Linked DNA regions of Arachis hypogaea: region 1 is linked to region 2. A link is a contact called in public Hi-C data. All regions are on one chromosome and are shown on one strand. The core of a region is the stretch at or near the end of the contact, and the rest is flanking DNA. Distances in the headings are between cores, read along the strand shown. Region 1 holds the start of LOC112759092 (heavy metal-associated isoprenylated plant protein 39-like). Region 2 holds the start of LOC112759080.

Region 1 (4,074 bases), core at 273-2,772, 480 kb before region 2:
TACTAGGCAGAGTATATCTTTCTTTAGACAACTTAGCATATAAACAAGTCAACTGCAAACTAAAATGCAGTAAATGTAGTTTGATTTTTCCAACATAAAATGTGAACATTCAAGTCATGACATTGATGAAAAAAGAAAACAAAGAAGGCATGTCCTTGCTGGATTCACATTGGGAGCTAAGCTAGTTTTGAATTTAAAAAATGCACAATGATGAACATGTAGTAGTTATAATAATAAGCACCAAAGAATCATCATCTATAACAGAAAACAAGTTCCACTCTTTTCCATCTCTCTCAGGAAATTCATCAACCACATGGCAAGCATAACAATACTGAACCGAAATACAGTTAGAAAACAAGCAATTGAGAATGAACAAGAAGAGAAAGAGAATAAAAATAGAAATTGAGAATGAACAGAAACACACTACAAGCAATGTTGAGTGGATCGAATAAGAAGAGAATGCAGAAGTGAGAACGTACCGTTGCTACTGGCGGAGGAGACACATTAATGGAAGAGGTGCTTCGCTCAATATCTTATAAGCTATGACGTAGTGACCATATTTGGAAACGCGTCGATAGAGGAGGCGCCTTCACTCGAATGCAGAAGGTTGATGGAAGCGACAGAAACGAGATGAATGGTGTGACCATGACAGTGACAAGCTTTAGGGTTTCAGATCAACTTACTCTCATTCTCCTTTCCCTCTCATGTGCAATCTCAGATTATACCTAGAAGGAAAAAGAAAATTAACCAAGAGAATTATACTTAGAGAGCTATTGAGACGAAAGCTTCACAAAACTCAGATTCAACTAAGCAGGACCACCATTGAAGGGGAAAAAGAAAATAAAGGCTCTGTAAAAGGTTAACCAAATTAGAATTAATAAAATTCAAGATCAACTAAGATGCATAAAACCAGATAGCAGAAGCTCCACCGAGGACAGCAATGATGGCGTTGCTTGTGGTGACGAGGAGATAAGCGGCAGCGCAACGAACCCTCAAATCGAAGCCAGAAAACCTAATCAAAGAAGAGCGCTCCTTCGAAGGCAGCAACAACCGCATTGTATACCGCGGCAAGAGATGAACGCCGGCAACGAGCGAGATCTTAAAATTAGGGTTCGTCACATTCAGATCCCTCTCGCTCGCTCTCTCACATGCAACAATACTGATGATTAGTGATTACTCTCATATACAATACACCATCTCAGCTTTAAATATGTTTCCTTTTTTTAATGATAATGGCGTTTTAACCTGCCACAATCAATGAAAACTGCCAATAAAAACATGGTCATTCTGGAAGACGATAAAACCGCCGAAATTAGCAACAATTGTGGCAGTTATGTAAAACCGCCATAATATTAGTGCTATTTTAATCAAATTTTTTTGTAGTGTATATCCTAATACCATCAAAGTATGTAAACTGAGATCTATTGGCGAGAAGTTCTTCCAAAGTCGCAAATCTTCATCACTTGTATTTACTAAATAAATCTGTTGTGAATTGTAATAATAATATCCTTTTGGAAAGGTTGAGAGAGAATTGATTTAGTTTTTTTTTTATCAAGCATAGGAAGACTCGAATCCGCGACCTCTAAATGACTATGGGAAGACTATGCTATTTGAACTATAGTTCATTGGCGAGAATTAATTTTGTTAACCATGAAGATATGTAGAAAAGAAGGACAATATTAGAATATCATTATTAAAGAGTTAAATTATAAAAATATACGAATTTAATTTCTTCGCGTAAATTTTTTATATATATATTCAATTGTGTATTATTCTATTATAAAAAATAATTAATTTTTATATTTATTAATTAAAAATTTTAAATTTATAAATTTAATTTGATTATCAAATTAAATATTTTATATTAAAAATATATTAGAATTAAATTTAAATATAACTAAAATATTGTAAATGTTAGAAAATAAAATAAAATTAATTCTTAAAAGTATTTTTTTTATTTTCGAAAATTTTATAGATGAGATATTTTTATTTACCTTTTTGTTTTAGTTAATGTATAGTTTTTCTATATTAGTACTGGATGCATCTATTCTGGAAACGTGACGGCAAATGTTGATTGATGTAGATTGATGGGTGAATTATTTTTAGCAGAGGGTCAGAGACATCCGGATCCGAGAAAAAAGAAGAGGGAAGCTTAAGAAAAAGTAAGAAAAAAGCAGATATTGTTGTTCCAGACAATCCAATCCACTCAATCTCCTTTGATAAGAAATTTATGATTGGATTTGTTCCTCATTTTTCTCCTGCGAATGCATTATTGGGAACAAGAAAGTTTTAGGCAACAGGCAATCATATTTGGTTGTATTGCTATACAAATTTTACCTTCAAATTAAAGTTTTGGTAAATGTTAGATCATTTTGTATCTTTACAGAAATTAATTTCCACGTATAGTTAATGTCGAAAATTTGTACGAATACATCTAGTTACATATTATTATCTTAATAAAAAAATTATTTTTTATGTTTATATATATGAATAATTATTTCAAAAAATTATAATTAAAAGATTATGTAAATTTTTATTCTATTGTTGTATTAAAATTATTTTTTATTATTTTTTTAGTTTTAATATTTTAATTAAAATTTTTAATCTTAGTATTTTAAAAGAATAAGAAAAATAAAAAAAATTGATATCCAAGAATAGTTAATACAAATAAAGGGCAAATTGTCCTTTTAAAATAATTAGGGTTCAATATTATCAAAATGTCTTATGATTTTCATTCTAAAATTATCCTTATATAAATCGATGTATCTTAAAACTATTTATCAAGAAAGCTTAATAAATCAGTTTAAATTAATTTAATATATCCTACCTATTAAATCGTTCTGACATAAATTGATTTAGTAGTAAATCAACTTTATACAGTAATCATTTATTAGATAGGCTTCCCTAAATATATCGAATTTATATAAGGACAATTTTAAAATGAAAATTAAAATAAGACATCTGATAATTAAACTCCAACCATTTTAAAAAAAGTAATAATTTACCCACAAATAAATTTCCACTTTGGTGTCCTAAACTTCATCAAAATTTGAAAACTACTATCACGCGTGATTGTATAAATTGATTTCTTATTACATATTTATCTATTTTTCTATATATGAATCATGACATAATAAGGTGATTTATTATTTACATATAAACAGGGACGGGATGTACGTGATTTATTGTGGGGGTAAGCACCTTTATTATAATTTAAAATTTTTTAGTATATAATAATAATAATAATAATAATAATAATAATAATAATAATAATAATAATAATAATAATAATTTATTTTTATTAAATTATTAAATTTAATTTTATAATAATTTTTTATTTAATTTTTAGTATTTAATAGTCAATTTAAAAATTTTATATTAGATATTTATTAAAATGATTAATTCTCAATTTAAATGAAAATGATATGTTTCTAAAAATCGACTCGAAAGATTATTATTTATCTTTTTTATATTAACTTTAATTTTTTTCATAGAAACTATATTAATTGAAAAAAATTTTTTAACTTCAATAAGAGTTAGTTTCTAATTGTTTGAGAAGTAAATTTAAATAATTATTTACTAATATATATATATATATATATATATATATATATATAAGGAGAGATATTTTAATTGTATTGTTAAAAAAAATGACTCAATTTTTTTAAAATATAAAATTCAAATAATAAAATTCTAAAATATATCTTATTATTCAAATTATTATTTTAGTATTTTAATTTATAAAATAAATATTTTAAAAATTAATCATATTATATAATAAAAAAATATAATTACAATAATTATGTTATATATATAAAAAATAATCATCATGTATAGAATAAATATTAAAATATAAAATATAAATTAAAAATAAATTTAACAATATATATATTTATACATAAATATATAATAATTAATAAATAATTTAATAATTAATTTTTATATATAAATAATATTTTTATTATAAAAATTTATTATTATATTATATATATTTTAGTTCTACTATCAAAAATTTGAATCCGTCACTGTATATAAATCGAGTTATTACCTTACCACGACTTAATAGAAATAGGA
Region 2 (4,098 bases), core at 328-2,827:
ATCTTACTTTAGAAGACGAGGGTCAGTAAGACGTCTCTCCCACAGCTCCTCCATTGACAAAAGCTAGAAACAATTAATAATATGAAATCAGCAAAACACCATTTTCATTCTTAAATCTTAATTAATATAAATAACCATGTAACTTACCTTGTCTAGTGGAGGCACAGATGGCATGGCTACCTCCTGGTGGTCAAATCCTAATTCTTCTTTCTGTATATTAAGAAAATAACTGAAGCATACTCTAAATTTATAAAAGAGAATTTGTTAAATGAACATGTCTCAGTTGTTGTTGCATGAGAAGTCCATTCAATACTATCTTTAAGAACAAAAATTACTTGAAATGAAGCCAACAAAGTGAACACAATATTTTTCTTTTGAATTGCATCAACTCTCCACGTAGCAAAGCTCTTTCCATCTCGAAGACGATCAACTTTATATACAATTGGCACTGGAAGAAGAATGTTCATACTAAGTATGTTTGTTTACAATTATAAAGTAAAGTAAACAATCAATTTATTTTAGCAGTGCAATAATCTACATGAATGCATTGAGTTTATCTTGGTACAGAAGCATAGAGAGCTTGAAAATTGAAATTACCTACTGCTATTATTGCTTAGATAGCTTATGCTTAATGAGTTATTTATCTATTTTTATTCAAAGTTGAGTACCTACTAATTGATCTAGTCTCAACAAAGGACATTCAGACAAAGGATAAACAGTTCAATAAATATATATATCTCATCTTAAGAGAAGTAAAAAGAATTAGAAAGAGAAGTTTGTGAGTAAACGTGCTTACTGTGTAGGTCCCCTGGAAGAATAATGACAAGCTAGTAGGATTTGGTTACAAGCTCGTTCACTTTGGAAGTTGTGAGAAGCTTGAGTTAAGGATTGTAATTCTTGCATTTTCCACAATTTGGTTCACAAAATCACAAAAGAGGTGCAGAAATAGAAATCTGGAATAATTGAAATCATAGAAGCAAGTGAGAAAGTATATGTATGAAACTAAACTAGGCACAAATTGGAGTTAATAGAGATCTCAAATTCAATTCATCTCTCACAGACACGGAGATTGTCTGAACAAATTCGGATCGGAAGTGAGTGAGAAAATTTAAGTCCCGAACTAAACAAGAACAAATTAGGAAGAAATTCTCACCGCAATGACTTGGAACGACATAAGACTCAGTTCTACGAGATCTGATAGCTTCGAACGCAGCTTCAATCGAAGCTTCTAGAGACTCCCGCTCGCTCGCCTTCCAGATCTCCTCAGCCAGTCCCACCGGGTCCGCATCAAAACCGCTCTCTGAGTGCTTCAAGCCACCGGAGCAAAGGAAAAACTAGCGGAAGAACCCATCGTGGAAGGCGACGCAGAAGCAGAAGATCTAAGGAAAGCTTCACGAATTGAGAGGCTCCACGATCACCTCGTCCTCCATTCATAACTCTACCGGTGATGCGTTGACGAAGGAGACAATGACGATAACAACGGCAAGGAGAAGAATGGCAGTGGCGGTAGCGGTGGCACTGACATTGAGATTCTAGGGTTTCAGAATCTTAAAGCCCTGTTTTGATTTTTTTTTTTTTGAGTATGGGTGAGTTTTGTTTGGATTGGATTTTTTTTTATAATTTAATTGGATTAGGAGTATATAAAAATGGGAGTTTTTGTTAATTATTTAAGGAGGTTTTATAATTTGCCACAAATAAAATATATTATGGAAGTTTTTAGTAACTCCCATTAAAAAACTACCACAAACAAATAAAAGTTTTGTAGTGTATATGGTGTACACTCTCTGAGTATTATATATATATATTTAAATTTTCCCGTAAAAAAATATTTTATTAGATCAATAATTAATACATGGTTACTCTTTTTAATTGCAGACCATTAAACTAAATTGTTGCCTTAATATCCTATTTGAAACTAATGTATTCACCAGGTTATCTAATTACTGTGATTTGTGACGGTATTGACGGAATTTTTTCTAAAAGTTCCGACATTCTCGGTAAGATATATGCAGGTCTTGTGATTTTTTTGGTGACTGAAATAAATTAAACAAAGAAAAACAAAACAAACAAAACAAGGAACTGCCTAAATAGAGGGACAGTCCCGTTTAAGACTACTCTTAAACTCCTCCCAAGGTGAAAGAAGCTCCACATGTGAAAGTTGTAACTTCATCGCCATCTTTGCCATAGTATCTGCCACCGTGTTTGCATCTCTCATTATCAAACGAAAGTCAACCCACCAACTCCAATGCATGATATCTCTTATTTTGAGCACCAGTGGATCAATAAACCCAAAACCATCTTGAGTAACAAGATTAAATGCTTCCACACAATCTATCTCATAAATAACATCTCGTTGACCCACATCCCAAGCTAAGAGATATCCTCTCCAAATAGCAAATAATTCTCCTTGAAGAATACTATTACTCTCAATCATTCCCAAACACCCCCTTTGCCAGCTCCCATTACAATCTCTAATAACACAAGCAAAATCAACACTATCACCCGAACCAAAATAACTAGCATCACAATTAATCTTAAAAGTACCAATGGATTGGGGATTCCAAAAACCATTTAGAGTAGAGAGAAGGCACATACGTTGTAATTCAAAGATATTCCTAAGCTCCTTTTCTGAAGTTAATGCCAGACAAATCACTTTTTCCGGAGGCCAAGTTTCATCGGGATTAAAGATGTCATTATTCCTTGCTCGCCATATCCACCAAAGTCCCGAAAAGAACTTGAACGGATGCTCTCTGCTATGATACAAGAACCAGTTCTTCAAATCCAAAGGATGACAACAAATATCCAACCTATGCCAGACAAGCTGAGCTTTGGGACAATCTCGAATACAATGTAAAACCGATTCCTGGCTAGAAAGACATCTTGGACACTTATCCGATGACGACATCCCTCTTCTAAAGCGAAAACTTGCAGTAGGAAGAGCCTCCTTAAGACACAACCAATCCAAAAATTTATGCTTTTCCGGAACAAGCTGGCGCCAAAGCCAAAGCCAATTCTCCCGCTCCTCCCAACCAAACAGCTGCTTACACAACCACAAGTAACCATTGCGAGAGTTATAGACTTTGGCAGCAGACCCACTCCAATACCAACCCACTTCCGGACCTGCTTGTTCATCTGGATTGTAAGAAAGAATATTATCTTTCAGATTTTGAGATAAAGGAGAATAAAGAGTATCCAAATGCCACCTACCAACCGACCAAATATCCTGTATCCGGAGATTCGAATCAGAAATGTGAACATAATCGATCTCATTAGATAACCGTCCTTCTTTCCTCCAGCTAGAAAACCAAAAATTCTGGTTCAAATCTCCAATACACCAAGCAAACCCATCCTTCAACACTTCCCAAGCCTTGCAAAGACACCTCCAAATGGGAGAGTCCTTGTTCTTAGGATAACTAAAACAGTCATATAGAGATGATCGGTATTTGGCATCCAACAATTGGACCCATAGCTTGTTTGGCTGCTGGAAGAAAGTCCAAACTAGCTTCCCAAGAAGAGCAATATTTACACAATAAGGATCTCTAATCCCTAAACCTCCATATTTTTTTGGAGTAACCAGTACCTTCCAACTAACAAGATTCAATCCTCTTCCATCAACTTGTCCTTTCCAAAGAAAATTCCTCATCATAGACTCCAATTTACTAATGATTCCTTTGGGAAAAATAGAGACCTGCATCTGGTACGTGGGAATAGCAGCGACAACAGAATTAACCAAGCAAAGTCTACCAGCCCGATTGAGTAAATTTCCTTTCCAGCTTGCTAGCCTACTCTGAATCTTATCCAGGACACCATTGAAAGCTGAACGAGTCACCCTAGAATGGCTAAGGGTAACTCCAAGATACTTGCCCAAGTCCTGGACAAATCTGATAGAGGATACCCCAGTGAAAACCTCTTTCCTTGTTGCAGAGACATTCTTGGAGCAAAGCGCTTTAGACTTCTCCACATTAATCTTCATCCCAGATGCTTTGCAAAAAGTCTCTAAAACCAACATCACATTTTGCACTTGTCTCTTTGTAGCTTTACAGAATAGAAGCAAGTCATCCGCAAACATTAAGTGGGATATTCTTGGTCCTCCTCTAG

The links. Hi-C and Micro-C count contacts between places; a contact is called where the count stands out from the background.
Region 1: a contact with region 2 is called in a Hi-C map of leaf, with 2.6 times the contacts expected there. The contact joins the promoter of LOC112759092 here to the promoter of LOC112759080 in region 2. A contact is called at or near these places in 2 of 8 Hi-C or Micro-C datasets (both in leaf).

The regions. Positions count from the first base shown.
Region 1 is chr16:38,100,922-38,104,995 of arahy.Tifrunner.gnm2.J5K5, reverse strand. LOC112759092 (heavy metal-associated isoprenylated plant protein 39-like) reads right to left here and starts at 1,522. Exons shown (of 7, transcript XM_072220253.1): 1 at 930-1,522; 2 at 480-725.
Region 2 is chr16:37,625,164-37,629,261 of arahy.Tifrunner.gnm2.J5K5, reverse strand. LOC112759080 reads right to left here and starts at 1,577. Exons shown (of 9, transcript XR_011874202.1): 1 at 1,154-1,577; 2 at 797-953; 3 at 148-448; 4 at 1-63.